2 separate regions of the Hordeum vulgare genome follow, and region 2 is linked to region 1. A link is a contact called in public Hi-C data. All regions are on one chromosome and are shown on one strand. The core of a region is the stretch at or near the end of the contact, and the rest is flanking DNA. Distances in the headings are between cores, read along the strand shown. Region 1 holds the start of LOC123448948. Region 2 holds the start of LOC123448949 (pentatricopeptide repeat-containing protein At5g02830, chloroplastic).

What was found. Hi-C and Micro-C count contacts between places; a contact is called where the count stands out from the background.
Region 2: a contact with region 1 is called in a Hi-C map of seedling, with 4 times the contacts expected there. The contact joins the promoter of LOC123448949 here to the promoter of LOC123448948 in region 1. A contact is called at or near these places in 4 of 6 Hi-C or Micro-C datasets (leaf and seedling) and 1 of 1 datasets of contacts at active chromatin or transcription factors (embryo).

Annotation. Positions count from the first base shown.
Region 1 is chr4H:458,671,960-458,676,336 of MorexV3_pseudomolecules_assembly, reverse strand. LOC123448948 reads left to right here and starts at 1,846. Exons shown (of 2, transcript XM_045126001.1): 1 at 1,846-2,082; 2 at 4,351-4,377. The coding sequence starts at 1,977.
Region 2 is chr4H:459,037,671-459,042,047 of MorexV3_pseudomolecules_assembly, reverse strand. It overlaps LOC123448949 (pentatricopeptide repeat-containing protein At5g02830, chloroplastic), which reads right to left and starts at 2,048. Exons shown (of 12, transcript XM_045126002.1): 1 at 1,307-2,048; 2 at 228-315; 3 at 1-20. The coding sequence starts at 1,901.

The DNA.
Region 1 (4,377 bases), core at 597-3,096:
TTAATATTATTGCTAGGTTCTTTCCCATCTACAATATGTCATCTTGCTTAAAGGGTTACTCTGTTTATTATGAACTTGATACTTTGAGATGCATGTTGGATAGCGATCTTGGCGTGGAGTAATAGTAGTAGATGCAGTTAGATTAATAGTCTACTTGTCACAGATGTAATGACTATATGAGATTATGCCATGAATGATCATAGTCATACTCGTTGCTACTCTTGTTAATTGTCTAACTGTAATTTGTTATCATGTCATTTGCCTTCTTTACGAGAGAGTTACCTTTAGTGAACCTATGTCCGTGGGGCCATTCTTCCATCAATACAAACTCCTACAAAATACATTCTCTTTTAATTTTGTTGCACCACTATCTATCTATTTCCTTTTAATATTGTAACTAGCAATACAAGGGGCTTGAAAAACCCCTTGCCAAGTTGGGTACAAGTATATATTGTTCGTGTTTGTGTGCAGTGATGGCCTGCAAGTGCACATGATTGTTGTAGCACTTGCGTGATAAGTGGGGTGTCAAACCCATAGGGAACTGATAGTAAAGACCACACACCCCGCAAATATGTTGTCACTTAATGCAGCCATGTGCACATCCAAACCGGAGTTAGAAATAGTCTACTCTATCAGTCGCTAGGAATCTAGATTAAAAGGTGTTTAACTAAAGTATTATCAAGAAGGTAAAAACAGAAAATAAATGACACTAAATTAGTAAGGACGGTGTTTGAGTGGTAAAGCGTTCCCTAGGGTTCCGACATCACTATCACTGATATGAACATAAGTTTGTGGAGCAGGTTACGAACCATGTTCTATTCTAACATAGACTTCATGCCACGTACACCACTACCTCAACGTCCCCAAGCAACAGGTTACCGCTATGATAATTAAGGGTTTCCCTGTGGACATAGCCTCTCAAACGGTTTTTCGTTAATCCCCTGTCAATTACAAGAACGGAGAATCAAGGCTTTTACTGTCACCTCGAATTACGTCAATATCCCCAGCCCTCACATCGACAATAATATACTTCACGACAACAAGACAGTAATGTGAGTGAGCCCTCCTCTCAACATTTGTGAAGGCTACTAAATCAAATCATGAACATAAGATATTGAATCATATGAAGTACCATAGAGGGTTCAACCATTTCCCTAAAACTAGTACAACTATTCAAACATAAGCATATCTCCCGGCTAGGTTAAAGCCACCACATATCAAGATAATATATAGAAACATAAAAAATATCATGCAACTCAGCAATAAAATCTATTTTAAACTCAGAGTGTGAGGAGCCATATACTACAACTAGAATTGGCAAACAAAACAATCAACCTTATTCTTAACATCGCAATGATATCAAATTATTCGTTAGAAAAAACAACCATCTTAAATAGATCTTTCCTAAGACCAACTAAAATGCCACCAACAGTTCTAAAGCAGGTAAAAAAGTGTCACGTAAAAGAATCGCTTCTATCATTGGCCTTGAGAAAACCCTCAGAAATGATATCATTTTTAGCTTCTTGAAAAAACGATAAAATCAGGGTTGGACTTAGGAATGGTGTGACGAGCAGAAGAAATCGCAAGAACAAATAATGGAGGTTTCAAATTTCAGAAACTTCTGCAGGTTGTTTCGAAGTGGAAAACAACTGCAGAACACAACAAATTAGGAGTACTAGCCATTTTTCTCGCAAAAAAAAAAAAGTAGTACTCCTACTAGCAATTTTCATTGCGTTGCCACGGGCCGGCTACCGTACCGGAGGCGTGCCGGTTCCGTCGTGCAGGGAGAGCCACACGGTTGCCATGTCGCCGTCCTCCTTGCGTCCACCCAAGCAGCCAGGCGACTCCAAGCGCTCTCTCAGCCACGCCTCCTCCTCCCCTCGCCCCGCCCCTCCCCTCCCCCACCGCGATAAGCAGAGACGCTGCGCGGGGAAAGGATCCTCCCTGATCGGTAGAATCTCCAACGGGGAGGGGCCATGGGGATACTACTGGTTTCCGGGAGATTCTTGGCTCGACGGCCTGCCCTCGCGCTCGCCCCTCGCTGCTCTCGAGGCTCCCCGGACAAGCGCGGCAGGGACGAAGGTATGAGCAGCACACTTTTCTACTAGCATCTTTTGAGTCTCGCCCTGCTCCCTCCTCCTTGTAGGTGTTTGACGAAATGCCGCTGCTAATTACTTGCTTGATTAACGGACTAGCGCTGCCCCTGTTTCACTGTTCTTGCTCTCTAGTGATGATGTTACCCTTCTAGATTATCATTGTATTAGCCCGATCACTGCATCTCAAATTCAACATGCTGCTGCTCACTTTACTCGTTCAGACCATGATCTGCTTACTGGATCATACAGTTTGCAGAACAGCGTGAACCCCTCATTTCATGTGCTAAGGTAGTAAGTTTTGAAGTGAAATGCAATGTTTGCTTCCTTTGTTTCAACCGAAAGGAGTGTTCTGTTCATGTGTGCACTCGCAGGTCACTGCATATTCACAACTTCATCTACAGCATAGATCGGCCTTAAGATTGTCATGTCGTTCGTGTTCTTCTATACAGGTAGTTTATTGATCCAGCAATAGGATCTCGCTTCGTCAGCATCTATTTAGCTCCTTTTTCAAACGAGTGACAGAGAACAATACTATATTGGTTTCTCCAAGAACACCAAACCTGCAGTTATGCTTGATTTCTCTGATCAAGTTGGTTCTGCTTCATCATTGGTCTTTGCCACGGCACAGCTTACCTTCACCGTAATCCGTACTAGGCATATCTTTTACCTAGTGCAAACGTGTGCCCCGATTTCAAGACGATCACAGTGGTTCTTCTTTCACAAAATTTTACATTGTCATATCTTTTCTTTGCAAAATCCATATGAACGAAATGTTAGTATCTTAGTTTTAAATATGCATGAAAAGTTATTCATCTTTTCACTGGTCAATACTGGATATTTGCCCTCGTTTGGTTATATATTTGATTTGATGGATAATGAGTGGTGGATTGTGAAGATCCTTTTTGAAGTTAGATTAAAAGGGTCCTTAGTTTCTTGTAATAGGTTACTGATAATATGTGCACCTTGTGATAGGTATTAATTTGGCATCAAAGGAGGATGTCAGATAGTAGACCACCACTTCCATGCAAGATTATTTGAAGTGGAACAGTAATCTATGATACCTTACCGTTATAAGATACTAATAGAACATTTCAATAAAAAGGTACTTTGTGGAACATTATGTAAAGGGAAATTGCTTTTGGCTCCCGAGCTCCATGGAGGCCTTTAAATTCAAACTTCAAATTTCATGAAAATTCGTATTTTTATATTTCAAAAAATTCTGAAAAAAAAATACATAGATATATGAAGGTATAATACACAAGTGTGTAAATTTTCAGAACAAAATATGTTGAAATGAGGGCTGTGCAAAAAAGACAAATCTGTAACTTTTTAATACATGTTACTATTCATCATTTCAGACCATGAATTTGTCTTTTTTGTACAGGTCACGTTTCAAAGTATTTCGACCTGAAATTTTACACACACACGGATCACATCCTTGTTTAGTTGTATATTTTTTTTCAGATTTTTTGAAACTAAATTTTTTGACTTATGATTTTTTTCAAAAATTTCGGCCTCCATGGCTCCCGGGAGCCAAACGTCCGTTCTCTATGTAAAGAGGTTTCACAACTAAATACAAAGAAACAAACATCAGAGTTAAAACACTAGCTGTTTGTTAGGCATTAAGGTTTTTTCCCTCTGCTCTATAAAGAAGACCAATTTATTGGAAAATTTCCCAGCACCAATCCTTGCTAATTTTTTTTGTCAATTACACGATTTAATGTCTAAAGTTGAAACAAAAATCGACGAAACATCCAGTACAACTGGATTGACAAAATTGTAAGAGTAAATTAATTATTGTAATGCTATTACCCTTATTGAACTCCAGTTCTGTTATTCAGCAGAGGACTGAAAGAAAAGGACATGTGATTCCTTAGTTGCATTGTGTCATAAAGAGCAATAATACTTTGTTGAAGTATGATCCTAGTATCCAGTCGATCTCAGAGCATGTTATATTTCATAATATAAGCAGACTCACAAGTCACTTGAAGAAAAGGAACCTACCGAACATTCAAACTCTTTAAGTACCAAACACATATAACAACTTGATTGAAGGATTTTCCTGAGCTACATATGAAATTTGATATGCGGGGATGTATGACGCAGCTGGAAATTGTAGGTGGTCGAAGTTTATTTGAAAGAGATATAATCATCGCACTGTTTGGCGGTGAAAACATCCACATTTGATTGCCGAATTTTGTATACGATGAAAACATGTTTGCAGGTTGAATCATTTCTCTTTCTTACTTTTCAGGTGACACATCATCAACCGACTGGGATA
Region 2 (4,377 bases), core at 799-3,298, 370 kb before region 1:
GCGGAAAGATACGTGCATACCTACATGTCAAAGGCAATGCATGAGCAGGTATGAAAATAACCAAAAGCGTAGGAAAATCTAATATGTCACAAAGTGAAATTCCTAATCATTGGAAAGCATAGTTTCCAAATCGATAATTGATTTTTATATATACAAAAATCTGCCACAAGAAAGTGCCATTGGCAAAAGTAAGACTAAATGACGAGAAATGTAGCAAGTATGATCACCTGATCGCCATATCTGGATCTCGCTTCCTAACGAATATTTTCAGTACATCCATTGGATCCACGATGCCTTTAACAAAGAATCCACATGCTAAAAGAAAAAGAACAAAGAAAAACATTAACAGCAGTAACTTCAAACTAACATGGGCATCATAAGTATATCACCATCCAAAGCATGAATAGCAGAAATCCATGGATAAAAAAACTGCACGTGAATAATGTTATGCCCTGGGTGGAGTAATCAGCAGAACAGTGAGTGCCACTCCAACTGTAATTCATAGCTAAATCGTACTTACATGTAACATGTGACTACAAAACACACAACCAACAGGCCTTAAGTCATATCATGTTTGCACTCGAGCATGGCAGAGAATATGTTCCTACCAAGTTCCTTAAAAGTTCAGGAAGTAACTAAAATAGGGCCAAATTAAAATACAAGGATAATTCTACATATACATAAAAAAGTATCCTCCTGCACACTGAACATTGGATGTGTGACTGCTAAATAAAACGAATAAATTGTACTACTTGAAGCGATGGGCAAATGTATATTATATGAAACTGATCAAGAAACATGATACAGTGCTAATGTTAGAATGACACCACAATGTCTTGTATGTTAACAAGTAGTATAATCATTCATATGACAGATATCACTATAAGAATCCAGCAGGATGCCGTGTAGAAATAACACCACCGTCTACAGGAATAACATCATGAACGAAAAATAGCAACAACCCCATGATTTAAGAACTCCTATTTGGCAAATAGAAATGGTACTTCCGAAACAAAACAGCTACTGACTACCATATCAAATGGTAATAAGTGCAGCGTGCTGATGTAACATCTGAACTCTACTAGTAGGTACAGTCTGTGCACGTTACTTTTTACTCTAGGAACTAAGAGCACTAAAGCATCTAACAGCAAAACCTAACAGTAACTGTGAAGTTACAGCATCTGCACAAACCAACTTTAAAAGCAGGGTAAAGGAGTGATGATTGGAGAGCACCAAATCCCGATTGGTGTACCACCAAGCTTGATGAAACACACAGGATAAGGAGGTTCGAGGCGACATTACTTACAAGCTAGGGCCTCGATGGCCTCCACAAACTCCGCCATGATGCGGTCGTCCAGCAGCTTCCGGCAGGCGGCTGCGATGGCGTCGGACGCATCAGCGTCGAGCATGACGGCGGCGTGGACGCCGATGCGGTCGGCGTCGCGGAGAAACTCGAGCACGTGGGGCAGGCCGTGCTCGCGGAGCGCGGCGACGACGCCGCGCGAAAGGAGGCGCCAGTTGATGCGGGCCGCGAATCCGGCATCGCCGGAGGCCGCGCGGAGGCCCTCTGCGGCGATGAGGAAGTCGCCGAGGCGGCCGGCGCCGGCGAGGTTGGAGGCGACGCGGGAATAGTAGTCGATGGCGGAGGGGTTGCTGCCGACGTCGGAGAGCAGCGGGAGGACCTTGCCCTTGGGGTTGGAGTTAGGATTGCCATTTGGTGTGGGGGTGGGAGTCGCGGACTGCAGACGGCCGACGTCGGAGAGGAGGGGGATGACCTTGGCCTTGGGATTGGGGTTGGGATTGGCACTGGGGGCGGAGATGGTGGTTGCCGACTGCAAGCGGCTGCGGCGGCGGCGCGGGGGAGGTGGTGGCTGTGGGGAGGAGGTCATGGCCATCCCCATGTTGACTGGCAAAGGCTGAGGAGCTGGGGGATTGGAGGTAGAAGAGCCAAGCCAGAGCAGTGCGACTTGGACGGTGGGGCTTTCATGGATGGCGCGGATATTTTCGTTCGGATAGGTGCCGTCCCCCGACTGCAATGCACGCCGGCCTCTGAACACAACTCTGAATGCAGGAAATCTATCAGTCTAGAGAAAGTTTTGTAGGGCAACTTCAACGCGGATCTGGCCTCCGAACACAACTCCAATATGCTGATCTATTTCGTCCGTCCTCCTCGTCCGTTTGGATCGGTACAAACAAAAGAAAAGACCCAACGCACCGACGCATTTACGGTACAAATTTGCGCTTAAATGCGTCGGCATGGACGCCACGCGCGTTATTTTGGTGTCCGTCGCGTCCCACCTGACGATCGTTCAACTACCCGTGATCTACCTAGTCAACTTAATTTATGACTTCGGGCCCACGCGTCAGCGACGACGGTCGTCATTTTTCAAGCCGACCGTGTGGCGGAGCCGTCCCCTGTGCCAGCCCTACGCCGACACTCATTGACCTCACGGTCCCCGAGGACGACGACGACGCCGCCTAGGGCATCGCGCCGCCTCATAGTTTAGTTTGTTTTTAAATTTTTTAAATGCAAATATGGACACGTGGACTCTTGCCGGCCTTCGTGGTCAGTTTTATGTTTAATTAATGTTGTTTTTATTTTAAATATGCATGTTTTTTTTCGCGTCGTCAAAATGGATCGGGCCAGTGTTGGACGCATGCGTTGACCCAAACGCGAAAGCGGACGTTCATGTCCGCCTGGCCAATCCAAATGGACAAAAGAACACATAAAATCGCCGTCCGTTTGGATCGGCGCGTTGAAGTTGCTTTAAATACAACAAATCTACTACCTCACGTCCTTTTCACTTTGCGTATAAGATTTGCTTGAAAGAAACATCATAAATTTGATCAACTTTATAGAAAAATATCAATATTTATAATACAAAATCAATACTCTGCTGTTCACTTTTATAAGACGATGGAGCCATTTCGGACAACAATCAAAACAGTTCAATGTGTGTTGTTTGAAACGTCTTATAAAAAAGGAGGAAGTATCATTATTAGATGTGTCAGGAATTAAAACTTTATATTATACAATTTTAGTATTGTTGATGTTACTATTTTTTTATAAATATGATCAAACTTTACGAAGCTTAACTTCAAATAAATTTTATAAGCAAAGTTAAAAAGTTGGGAGGGAGTACCAAACTAGGAAAAGTTTCATATGACAACTTTAACGTGGATCATCAAATCACTCTTCAATTTAGTGTTACGGGTCTTCGGCGTATTTAACAGAAAATTACCACATTGAGGATTTCGGTCCGATAGAACCACCACATTTTTACCATCAACAAAAATGTACCATATCAAGCTAATTGAGGCTGTGTTTGGTTCAGCTTTTGTTACCAACTTCTGTTTTGAAAAGCTAAAAGCTAACCAAAGGGGTAAATGTTCAAAGCAGCTTTTGAAAATCTGTAGCTTCTTTCTAGTGTAAATTTCAAAGTTGGGGTACCCCAACTTTCCAGCTTCCAGCTTTTACACAGCAGCTTTTCCACATCAACTTTTTCAGAATCTGTAACTCAACCAAACACAGCCTGAGTGGCAAAAACTATCACTTTAGGGTAGTGGCCATTTTGCTAATTTTAAACCAGATTATGACACATGTGGCCCACATGTCAGGGACACGTGGGCCTAACGCCAAACGGCACTCACCTGGTCGCCGTTAGACCCGCACGCTGTCGGATAAGGTCAAAGTGGCCGACTAGCTCTCCTCCACCCCTCCATCTCTCATTATCCCAAGCTCACCCACTCTCTTCCACGGGGCGGCGGCGGCCATGACGGCGGCGGCCATGACGACGGTGGCGAATTGTTTGGCGGCAAAGTGCTCATCGTGGATGGCGGCAGCATTGACAGGTTCTTTGAAGTGGATACCTAGTTAGGGACCGCCAGTTTTGCGGCGCATTAGCCTTCCCGGCCAGATTTATAGTCATCCCACAAACTGTTGCGGTCGTCGCTGGTGCCTCTACCTCCGACGATAGGAAGCACACCTAGAGGTTGGTGCAAGCTTGCTTGTCCTATGAACGGTGAGAAGTATGGTCAGCCCATTTGTCCTTGTCTTCTTGGTGGTGTTGAATTCGATAATTAGCGGGATATTTAGGTTACTAGTACACTTGTATGATCTATTAGTAGTTTTAACTACTTTTAGGGCATGTATGATCTATTCTGGTAGGTGTCGTCCCCCGTCTGCACTACATGCCGACCTCTGAACACAACACTAAATGCAGGAAATCTACCATACTAGGGAAAGTTTCAACCGCAACTACAACGCGGATCCGGCCTCCGAAGTCCGAACACAACTCTCATACCGAATGCAGCAAATCTACTACCTCACGATCCTTTTCACTCGGCATATAAGATTTGCGTGAAGTAAAAACATGG